Regions from separate parts of the Macaca mulatta genome. Here region 2 is linked to region 1. Evidence: chromatin contacts called from public Hi-C data. All regions are on one chromosome and are shown on one strand. The core of a region is the stretch at or near the end of the contact, and the rest is flanking DNA. Distances in the headings are between cores, read along the strand shown. Region 1 holds the start of TMEM86A (transmembrane protein 86A). Region 2 holds the start of SPTY2D1 (SPT2 chromatin protein domain containing 1).

Evidence for each region. A called contact is a pair of places that touch in the nucleus more often than the background predicts.
Region 2: a Hi-C map of fetal cortical plate shows a contact between it and region 1, with 1.6 times the contacts expected there. The contact joins the promoter of SPTY2D1 here to the promoter of TMEM86A in region 1. A contact is called at or near these places in 2 of 14 Hi-C or Micro-C datasets (cortical neurons and fetal cortical plate).

What each region holds. Positions count from the first base shown.
Region 1 is chr14:46,686,490-46,692,587 of T2T-MMU8v2.0, reverse strand. It overlaps TMEM86A (transmembrane protein 86A), which reads left to right and starts at 1,648. Exons shown (of 3, transcript XM_015114655.3): 1 at 1,648-1,779; 2 at 3,911-4,175; 3 at 4,541-6,098. The coding sequence starts at 1,759. The coding sequence ends at 4,977.
Region 2 is chr14:46,753,377-46,759,275 of T2T-MMU8v2.0, reverse strand. It overlaps SPTY2D1 (SPT2 chromatin protein domain containing 1), which reads right to left and starts at 2,841. Exons shown (of 6, transcript XM_015114657.3): 1 at 2,627-2,841. The coding sequence starts at 2,686.

The DNA of each region.
Region 1 (6,098 bases), core at 399-2,898:
CCTGTGGGTCTCTGCCCAAACAGCACAAGGCTCAGGACCAGCACAAGGGCCTGTGTCACCATGCAAGGATGTTTGAAACTCCTTTATGGCTGCTAATTAGGGCTGGTCACCCCTTTCCCATCAATTCCCAAAGCCTGACACACAGCTACTGCCCTTCTACAGCAGATTACAGACCACTTGTCCATCCTTTGAGATATAGCTGAAATCTCCATCTCCAGGATTGCTAGACTTAAATTTCCTAAAACCAGCAGGCCTTCCTCTTCCCCATCCTATACATGTCAGAATTGGGTGGAACCTTAGAACTCACCCGCTCATCTTCTAAGAGAGGAAATCAAGACCAGAGAGGGGAAGTGATTCACCCAATCTAACAGCATGGAAGTGGCAAAACTGGGACTAGATTTCAGTCCATCTGGCCACCTACCTCTCCATCCATGTAATTCCAATGATTCTGAACATGCACGGCTCAGAATGAGCTTGTGTTCGTTTAGTCTACGTAAAATCAACATTAAATCAACTTGGGACGTATTTTTGGCAAAGTTGGCTCACGCTTCTTTGGGTCCTTAAGTATACTCAGGTCTACCTGTCTGTCATTCTTGGGGTGCTCTTGTATGTGTGGCAGTTGTCTCTGAGTTGTAAGAGGTGTGTGCCTAAGGGCAATTATCTGTGTTTGTTTCTATATTGGGGTCATGGGTCTACGAGCTGCTGTAGAGCCCCTGTATATGTCTCTATTCTTTTTTTTTTTTTTTTGAGACGGAGTCTCACGCTGTTGCCCAGGCTGGAGTGCAGTGGCGCGATCTCGGCTCACTGCAAGCTCCGCCTCCCGGGTTCCCGCCATTCTCCTGCCTCAGCCTCCTGAGTAGCTGGGACTACAGGCGCCCGCCACCGCGCCCGGCTAATTTTTTGTATTTTTAGTAGAGACGGGGTTTCACTGTGGTCTCGATCTCCTGACCTTGTGATCCGCCCGCCTCGGCCTCCCAAAGTGCTGGGATTACAGGCTTGAGCCACCGCGCCCGGCCTTATGTTTCTATTCTTACTCGGAGAATATATGCCAATTTGTGGTTATTGGTTTTGGATCTGTGTACTTGTTGAGTGCTTAAGGGTAAATATGATTCTGTATGTGTGATGTATATGCTACGATTATGGGTCCATGGCTGCTGCATACCTATATACGTGCCGCTTTTCAAGTCGAATGTTTTGTGTTCACTGATGATTTGGATGTGTGTTTGTATACAGTGAAGGTTGTGGGTCCAGTTGCAATTGTATCGGCGTGGACTGCATGTTTAAAGGCTTAAGGGAATCTGTCTTTGCCTTTTGCTCCTGGGTTATGAGAAAATGTATGTGGCTGTGCGTCCAGGACAGCAATGTGTTTGTCTCTGAGCCAAGCTCAGTCCTCACCCAGGCACTGGGATCACTGTCACGTTCACGTTCCGTGGACGCCTTGGCACGGCCTCCCAAGGGGGCGGGGTCTGGGGGGTCCCCGCCTTCTGACCCCTGGGAGATGCTTCGTTTCTCCGAGCAGCAGCCGGAGGCCTGGCCGGCGCCTCCAGCCGGGCCCCGCCCCCCGGGCTCCCGCCCGCTCATTGGCCCTGGCCGCGGTGACGTCACGGGGCTAGCTGACAGAACCCGGGCGCCTGGCGCTCGGGAGGTATTGTCCGTCCCTCCGCGCTTTGGAGAGTCGTCGCCGGCTCACCTGGCCGTGGGCGCGTCCTGGCCGCTGCAGCCGGGAGCGGGGTGCCAGCCGCTGCCGCCGCCCCCGCCATGGTGTCCCCGGTCACTGTGGTGAGTGAGCGAGCGAGCGAGCCAGTTTCCGGCGCGGCTGGAGCCCACCGGCCTGGCCACCGGACTTCGGCAGGCCGAGCTGCTAGGGGCCGAGGCGGGGCGGGGGTCCCGCGGCGGCCGGCGTTCCCCGGCGGGAGGCGGGCGCTGTCACGGTCCCCCGCTCCTCAGACTCGCGGCGCCCCTCCTCGCTCGCCCCCAGCCCGCCCGCGGGAGGGAGGAAAACACTGGCCACGTGACTCGGAAGCGTGACTTTGTTGATCTCCACGTATTTGGCGCCGGTCGGCGGGGTCGGGGCCCGGGAGAGGGAGGGGACCGCTGGCGGCCGCCGGGTTCTGCGTAGGCGGACCACGGGGAGGCGTGGGGGCGGGGAGTGCTGGGAGGATGACAGGGACCTCCTGGGAATGCCGTCCCAAGTTTGTTTCCTAACCTTCCCCATTTTGTAAACAAGTTGGCGGACGCCCCTGAGTCTAAGGAGCGCTGATAACGCGCTGGAGGAAAAGGGGGCATTCTCTCTGACATCCCCTGCTTTTCAGACTTTATCAGCTCGAGCCTTTTGTCTCGTCTCCCCATCCTCCTTATTCTACTATTGGCTTCCCTATAACTGTAAGAGTCTCCCCAGCTACTGCTGGTATCTCCTTCTAGAAAATATGGGGCTGGGAGAGGCCATGGAGCGGAGGTTAATGCTCCCAGGGGCTGGCAGGTGGTTGTTGGGCATTGTGGGCCTGGGCATCCCCTCCAGCCTCCTCCTCTGACCATGCCCCTACCCTGACCATGCCCCTACCCTGACCAGCCTTAATTTCCATGGGAAGTGGAAGTCATCTCTTCTCACTGCTCTTACCTCTGGCAGAACAAGGAAAGGCTTGGAACCTGGACCCACCCATCTGCCTCTTCCCAATCCTCATCATCACAGTCTGATTAGTCCTTAAGTACCTGGTGGTCTGGGAGTCTGAGTGTTTCCCAAGTCCTGTGTTGGACAGCTCACTTAGCCAGAGACACAATCACTTTAGGCAGAGTGTGGGTGTACAGGGAACCCCAGCTGCTCCATATCACCCTCAAGGAATCTGTTAGCAGCCCAAGGAAGGGAGTTTCAAGGATCACAGATTCAGAATATCGCTGCAGCCCCCACCCCCAGCTTGGACTCTGCCTGCAGTGGCCTTGGGGACAACCTTTCTTTAGCTGCCCTCTGCTAATCCGGCTGAGACCAAGTCAGCTGCTCTAACTTCCCCCTCTCAGTTCCCCATCTCCCAGCCTGTCTGCTGGCTCCAGATCAGAAGCTGGGAAGAGAACCCCTCCCCCGCTTCCTGCCTCTTTCTGGTGTGGCTTGAGTTGTTCTTGTTCTCTGGGAAATGAGACTGACTGACACACACCCTCCCTTCCCCCAATCCTTGAAATATTTGGTGTTTGAGGGACAATTTTCTTGCTCCCAACTCATGGGTCCATTTGTCTAGCCAGCATCCCTAGCATAGCTCTCCTTGCCCTTGATGCCACCTTCAGGCTGGGGCAGGTGGAGTGGAGGCTGAGGAACAGATTGATTGAGGAGAGAGAGGCTGTGGTGGCTGAGGTGGTTGGCATTGCCTGCCTTCCCACATTCCTGGCACACACCTGGTGTTGCCAGGGCCCTAAGGCTGCACCCTGGCCCCATGCTGAGGATCACGAGTTGGCCAGTCAGGGCGTCTCTGTGGTTTCCTACTGACTTCACTCCATTCCAGACAGCTGGGGGCTGTTGCTGGCAGAGAGGGGGGCCAAAGGGGCCCTGAGGAGGGAGAAGGAGGGGGCAGGAAGGGAGAAGCACACTAGGCTGCCGAAGGGGACATTATTCCAAAGTTTGTTTGCTGCCCAGTGAGTGACTATTCCGGCCCAGCCCCAGGGCCAAGAGTGGAGGCAGACAGCAAGGACAGTGGAGCCCTTCCCCCTCCTAGTATACTGAGCCTCAGGGCAGTGATGGGTTTGGCCACAACCTGCTGGTTGGTACAGGCAGGTCAGGCAGGGTTTCTCTGTGTCAGTCTTCTCAGGTTGGGGTGGAAGTGAGGTGGGGGTATGGGTGGGAGTGTCTCTGGGTGGATGCCTAGGCTGAGGATGCTGGCTTTAAGCCCCCAGGTTCTGAGTGCTGCCCTTGTCCTGTGTCCTCCAGGTGAAGAGTGAAGGACCCAAACTGGTGCCGTTCTTCAAGGCCACCTGCGTGTATTTCGTGCTCTGGCTGCCCTCATCTAGCCCGTCGTGGGTCAGCACCCTCATCAAATGCCTGCCCATCTTCTGCCTCTGGCTCTTCCTTCTGGCCCATGGCCTGGGATTCCTGCTGGCCCACCCTAGTGCCACCCGCATCTTTGTGGGGCTTGTCTTCTCTGCTGTAGGTGACGCCTTCCTCATCTGGCAGGACCAAGGATACTTCGTGCATGGTCAGTGGCCATAGTAGTTGCCTGGGAGGAGTCCTTAGGCTTGGGGATAGAGGGGTCCTGGGGCTGTGGGCAAAGATTTGGAAGAGGGAGTTCTTGAACCAGAGTATGGGGAGCCTGAGGGTTTCTGAGACCAGGGACTGTGAGGGTCCCTGTTAGGGGATGACCTCGCAGGGGAACTAGTGATCAGTTCCAGAGTCCTTCAGGGGACTGGGGTGGGGGTCTTTAACTTTAGATTTTCCTACCCCTGTTATCCCAAAGCAAAGCTGCTGGGTTATCCCAAACACTCCACTCCATCCCTACCCCCACCCTGTTACTCATTCTTCATCAAGCTTGCCCTCAGCTGCCTTCGCCCCTCTTACCCCCAGGTCTGCTGATGTTTGCTGTGACCCACATGTTCTACGCCTCGGCCTTTGGCATGCGGCCACTGGCTCTTCGGACAGGTCTGGTGATGGCAGTGCTGTCTGGTCTGTGCTATGCCCTCCTCTACCCGTGCCTCTCAGGTGCCTTCACCTACCTGGTGGGGGTCTATGTGGCCCTTATCGGCTTCATGGGCTGGCGAGCTATGGCAGGGCTGCGGCTGGCCGGGGCAGACTGGCGCTGGACAGAGTTGGCAGCTGGCAGTGGTGCACTCTTCTTTATCATCTCAGACCTGACCATCGCCCTCAACAAATTCTGTTTTCCTGTGCCCTACTCTCGGGCGCTCATCATGTCCACCTACTATGCGGCTCAAATGCTCGTCGCCCTGTCAGCTGTCGAAAGCCGGGAGCCTGTGGAACACTACAGACTGAGCAAGGCCAAATGAGGTGCCAGGGTCCGGTCACCCCTCTCTCCTCCTGGGGCTGGGGCCCAGATCCTGGGAAGCTGCAGGAGCTGGATCAGGATGGCTGCAGTGCCATCCTGGGGCAGCAGGTTCTGCCTGAGGAATTTGCAAGTTTGAGTGGGGAGGCTGGAAAAGGATCTCCCTAGCGGAACTCGTGGTCCAGGACAATGCTGAGAGCTAAAAGAGCCAGCCTAATCCTTGACTGGAGCCAGAAGTAGACATCTCCCCACCTCTACCCCATCAGGACTTTCAAAAGCCCTCCTGGAAGGTGATGGTGCTCAGCTTCTTGACACACCCCCTTCCCCTACCAGGTGGAAGAGTCTGACTCCATGTGTTATGCCTAGGACCAATGGCAGTGGTTCGTCCACTCCTCCCCTTTTTCATCTGCACAGAGTTGAGGGAAATGGGAGAATCTGTGCTGAGAAGACTTAGACCCAGGAGCCCCTTTCACAGGCCCCTAGTTGGGAAGACTGGATGAGAGTGGAGCCTCCCTTTTCCCTCTTCTATCCTTGTTACTTGAACAATCTCAATCTCTAAGTGGTGGGTGGGGATATGAAGAGGTGTGGATCCAGGCTAGGCAGGAGAGAGAACTTTTTTGGTCTCGGAGCTTGGGGTCTCAAGAATTCAAGTGGCCCCATCTCTCTCTCAGGCAAGCCCAAAGCTCAGGTCCCATATACCACCCTTAGATCCTGTCCCCAGGGCTAGGGTGAACCATGCCAAAGGAGGGGGCCAGCTTCTGTGTGTGTGTGTGTGTGTGTGTGTGTGTGTGTGTGTGTGTGTGTGTGTGTAGCCTGTCTCCTAGTCTGCCTATGTCTTTCTCTGCTATATGTTTCTGTCCTGCTGTCTGTCTGTCAAAAGTCTCACAGAGAGAGGGCCTCAGGGAGCTGCTGAGGGGTGCTGAGCCTGGCTCAGGGAGCTGGGACCTCTCCCCTCCAACACACATACTCACAGGGCTTTCCTCCTTGCCCCTCCTACACTAGGAGCAAGAGGAGGGGGCTGCAATGACACTCTGGGGTTTTAAGACCCAAGGCACATTCAATGCAAGGGGAGCAAGGATGGGACAACTCCATCTTCTGCTGCCCATGTGAAAAAAAATAAAAATC
Region 2 (5,899 bases), core at 1,592-4,091, 65 kb before region 1:
AAATTTGGCTGGGTGTGGTGGCTCACACCTGTAATTTCAGCACTTTGGGAGGCCAAATTGGGCGAATGACTTGAGGTCAGGAGTTCAAGACTAGCCTTGCCAACATCGTGAAACCCTGTCTCTACCAAAAATACAAAAATTAGCTTGATGTGGTGGCGAGCGCCTGTAGTCCCAGCTACTCAGGAGCCTGAGGCAGGAGAATTGCTTGAACCCAGCAGGTGGAGCCTGCAGTGAGCTAAACCCATGCCACCATACTCCAGCCTCCAGCCTGGGCAACAGAGTGAGACTCCATCTCAAAAAAAAAAAAAAAAAGAAAGAAATTTAACTACAGTCTTATGGGTCTATTCCTCAAATAGTTTCTTTTGTGACTTTAATTCCATGTAAAAAGATAAGAATTATAATGCTGGTAACTAAATCAAACTTCTAGGCTTACTAGCTTTGGCGGGGAGGGGTCAGAGAATGCATGATTCATAAAATATATGGCTATATTATCTTTTTTTTTTTTTTTTTTTTTTTGAGACGGAGTCTCGCTCTGCCGCCCAGGTTGGAGTACAGTGGCCGGATCTCAGCTCACTGCAAGCTCCGCCTCCCAGGTTTACGCCATTCTTCTGCCTCAGTCTCCCGAGTAGCTGGGACTACAGGCGCCCACCACCTCGCCCGGCTAGTTTTTTGTATTTTTAGTAGAGACGGGGTTTCACCGTGTTAGCCAGGATGGTCTCGATCTCCTGACCTCGTGATCCGCCCGTCTCGGCCTCCCAAAGTGCTGGGATTACAGGCTTGAGCCACCGCGCCCGGCCTCAATTTTTTTTGAGATGGAGTTTTGCTCTTGTTGCCCAGGCTGGAGTGCAATGGCACAATCTCAGCTCACTGCAATCTCCGCCTCCTGGGTTCAAGCGATTCTCCTGTCCCAGCCTCAGCTGGGATTACAGGCGCACACCACCATGCCTGGCTAATTTTTGTATTTTTAGTAGAGACAGGGTTTCATATTTGTCAGGCTGGTCTTGAACTCCTGACTTCAGGTGATCCTCCTGCCTAGGCCTCCCAAAGTGCTGGGATTACAGGTGTGAGTCATTGTACCCGGCCATCTATTAAATTTTAAATTACTTTTTCCCCCTTTTTGATTCCTCTGTTATTCCAATCATAGATAATGCATATATTATGAAATATACACATATTTTGAAATTTTCTGCTTTAGGGTCATCTGTCTGCTTTTCTCCCAGCAGCTACTGGCTTTCAAAATAAGAAATGACAGTTCTGATTCTTCCATAGAACAGTCCTGGGCATCAAAGCTAGTCTTTGACCTCTACTGAAATTCAATAAGATCTAGAATGAAATATAGACCAACTTATGCAAAGATGAATGGTAACTAGACCCAATATTGATTCATCTGGAAAATTTACAGATGCTTCTAGAAAGTAAATCTGTTGATCTGGGTTTCAAAGGTTTGATTCTATACCTTCAACATGCGAAGCTTATGACTCACGGCTTAGAGGAATGGTTATTCAGAGTTCTTGGGATAGGGGATGGCTGTGTATGTGTGTGTATACACATATTTATAAACATAAATACAGACCTTTTTCAGATCAATATTTTCAAAGGGATAAAAGAATGAACTAGCCTCAGAAGACAAAAAAAAAGAGGCAGAAGAGAAAAAAATGAATATTGCAATATACGAATATCTAGGAAATGCAGAGCACTTCGTGGGAGCTCATTTCTAGCTGAATTGACTTTGAGAGTCGTTTTAGTTCTACACCTCACTGCTCAAACCGCAGGCATCACCATGCAACTTATCGGTTTACAGCTGTGCTGTGGGTACCATCTGAAAATCTGGAAATGATTAGCTTATGCAAAACAGCCACAACCCCCAGAAACCAGGCGCTCTCCACCACTTTACCATTTAAGTCTTACACCACTCTTGCGACTGTAAGCGAACTGACAAACATCTACTGAGCAAATGGGACCTAGATTTTAAACAAAGACTGAAATCTGGAAGGCTACAAGTAAACGGAAGCTGAAACTAGCTCGCCTATTCTGTTGGCCAAGAATTTCGTGGAATCTGCTAAACTTCTCTTCCCAAAAATGATACTCATCTCCTGGGAGGTGATAATTTAATCACCTCGGTGGCTGAGTGGGTGGGGCCGCGTCAGAGAATTCTTTCAAGAAATCACTAAACGTTTGACTTGAAGATTGATGAGAAACCAGCCAAAAGGCTATCAGGCCAAGGACCCCCAACCCCCCTAACTCCCTTACATACATACTTCCTTCCCAATCTCTGGGCTGAAGTTTATGCCGAAGCCAAAAACTACCAGCGCTAGAATCCACTGCGTGCCAGGCACAGCTCACTCACCGCTTTCACGCAGTTCTAACTAAAACACCCAAACCGCAAAGTCCCTGTTGCAGGGGTAAATAAGCCGGCAAAACCCATTCACAGGATGGCTCCCGCATCTCGTCCAAAGCCCTTTTCCCCCGAGTTCCCAACAGTATAAATCCAAGAAAAGAAAATAAGGCGTCCAGGTCTTTCCTCTCCCGGAGCCGATAGGTGGCTGCCTAGAAGTTCCATTGGCCACACATACTCCGAACTTGGAAGATTAGGGTCCCCCTACATGACGCCCCAGCTGCTACTTACCGGCACATTGTTTACACCTTGTCCCTTGGAAGCTATCAGGAGAATTTCTCTGAAGTCCATGTTGGGCCGAGGCGGGAGAAACTGGGCCAGGTACTCGGAAAGGACTGACAGCGGACCTAACCGAGGAGCCCAGCTACAGCCAAGTGCACTGCCTCGGCAGCCCTACTGCCACCCCGCCTCTGCGGGACCACTTCCGGCGCCTTCCTATGCCGTCTGCCCGCCCCCTTCCCTCCACGGCCTATATCCTTTCAGGGCCGCCACAGCGCTCGCGAGTCCCTGCGCAACTTCCGCTTTTAGGCCGAGACACGTACAAACGTGATACGTGGCTGCTGGCGTCGGCCCGAGGGGCAGGGACTAGGCATTTTAGCGACCAAGCGGGTGTGGCTAAGCGGAGAGCGGCTTCCCCGGTGGCCCGAGTGCGTGGCCTTGTCATCTTGTTGCTCCTGGTGAGCGCTGGGTAGGGAAAGTGAGGGGGTGGTAGGGAAAGCCTGGGTTCTCTGGCTGTCACGGGTAGGCGCTCAGATCCAAACGGCGGCGCCGCAACAGCTGAACAGACGGATCTCGAGCCAGGATTTGGGCTTCTTGTGTCTAGGCGCTCGCGAAGCTGCGCAGGCGCACACGGCAGCGCCCGGTGCTGTCTTGGATGAACATTACTCATCAAATCCCGCCACTTGGAAGTGCGCTCACCTCCTCAGATGCACGGGTGCCGGGGATGGGGGCACGTGCTTACTGCTTTTACCCCGGTTAGAAAATAAGTTTTACGTGGGGCAGCCAACCTGTATTTTTGCTCAGGCAGTGAATTAAGGAATTTCTGACATACAGAGACCCAGCCTCTACATACTTTGGTGTACTGATGAACATATGCTTCATATTCATTGGGATCCTAGTCCTGACTTCCTTTTGAGAGTCATCTTGCATCTGTAAGGTCATTTCGACTTAGCAAAAACATTGAAAATAATTAGGCAAACCTGGGTCTGCAGGTGTGAACCAGCCAGGGGATTGATACCAGACAGATACTCGGAATCTTTTCGGTGGGATAGAAATGCCTCTAAACTGGATTGTGGGGATGGTCGCACTATACATGTACTAAAAATCGTACACTTAAGACGGGTGAATGATACAGTATGTAAACATGTCAAGCTGTTAAAACGTGCTAGGCAAAGCTGCTGAGTCTTATTTACTCTTTGATGCTTTAATGCTGTGAACGTAATTCAAAATCAAAGCTGTTGAAACTTTAAATTATTTTGCGCCTTAAAGGAACGTCATTATGGAACCTGAGCCACATAACAGGCAGTTGCCTGTGTTCCTCTGATTATAGATAAGGCTTTCTCTCCTACATCGTTTTGTGAAAACACAGGGAGAAGACAGCCATCTACAAACCAAAGAGAGAGACCTTAAGGTAACAACACAATTCTAGCCTCCAGAATTGTGAGACAATAAATTTCTGTTGTTTAGGCCACCTAGTCTGTGGTACTTTGTTATTGGCAGCCCTAGCAAACGAATACACTGGCATATGGTGAGTGTTTTCAATTAATGCCAACTATCATTTCTAAAGGAAACTCTTCCTCAGCTATCTCAGGGCCCCTTTTATAAATTCTTACAACCCCCCAGTATTTCCCTTCATGGAATATTTTAGTTTGTAATTACTTTTTTTTTTTTTTTTTAACTGTTGGCTGTATCTGTGGTAGTTAGAGCTATGAGAATGGTCATAGGCCTATTTTACCCATCACTATTTCCATCACCAGCACAGTTCCCTGCTAATGCACGTAAAAGCTGCAACAAAGATTTTTTGACCAAATTAATGAATCGGTAAGTGGAAAGCTCCCAAGATTCAATATTCTAATACTTAGTATACATTGAGCCCTAACTATATGCTTAGTGCTTGACATGGATTATCTGATCTAATCATGAGTGTCTATAAGGCATTTCTTGTTACTGTTTTATAGATGAAAAGCTGAAGCTTGAAGAGATGAAATTAGACTAATACTGTATCATTAGTCAATGGGAGAGCCAAGACTAGAACCCTTAGGTTACCCACACTAGACTCTACAGTTCAGTTAGCCCATTTGAACTGGTACAAGTCTATGTACATGGAGTTATAATGTAAAAGGGCTTGGATTAGGTAACTAATACCTAGTTAGTCAAAATCAAGAACAACTGCTGGAGGTGGGAATGAGGTAAGGAATGAGGAGCAATTTTCCTGTATCCTTGTAAAACAGTCTATTATTGAGTTCAGGAAATACTTCCTGGGAAACTACTACTGTGTGCCCAACCTTATGGATGATACAAAGAAAGACCCATATCCTGCCTGCCTGATCAGAACTTTTAATTCTTGTGTGAACACAAGTAATTATGTAAAACAGAAAGTGCTAACTGTATTAGGGCTACAAAGTGTGGGGAATAGCGTTGCCAGATTGAGCAAATAAAAATGTGGACATCCAGTTAGGACCTTGCTCTGTCGCTCAAGCTGGAGTGTGGTGGTGCAATCACGGCTCACTGCAACCTTAACCTGGGCTCAAGCCATCCTCCCACCTCAGCCTCCCAAGTAGCTGGGACCACAGGTGTATGTGACCATGCCTGGTTCAATTTTATATTTTTTGTAGAGACGAGATTTCGCTGTGTTGCCCAGGCTGGTCTTGAACTCCTGAGCTCAAGTAATCTGCCTGCCTGAGATTCCCAAATTGCTGGGATTATAGGCATGAGCCACCATGCCTGGCCCATCCAGTTAAATTGGAAAGACATACACCAAAAATCATTTGTTGTTTATCTGAAATTCAACTTTAGGTGTCTTGTATTTATCTGGCAACTCTAGAAGTGTTAAAATTCCAGCTACAACATTACATTTAGAGAGTGTGAAAAGCGTATTAAAGGGTTGAAATAACAAGTAGTGGGTGTATTTAGGAGAATGCTAGGAAATAAAGGTCAGAAAAGTAAGTGAAGGTCGGGCGAGGTGGCTGACACCTGTAATCCCAACACTTTGGGGGGCTGAGGCAGGCAGATCGCCTGAGGTCAGGAGTTTGAGACCAGCCTGGCCAACATGGCAAAACCCTGTCTATACAAAAATAAGCTGGGCATGGTGGTGGGCTCCTGTAGTCCCAGCTACTTGGGAGGTTGAGGCAGCAGAATCATTTGAACCTGGGAGATGAAGATTGCAGTGAGCCGAGATCACACCACTGCACTCCAGCCTGGGTGACAGAGTGAGACTCCAGGCCATGAGGAAGGACAGGTGAGTGTGATATTTCAAGATACTTGGTAATGAAGAAAAGGTGAGAG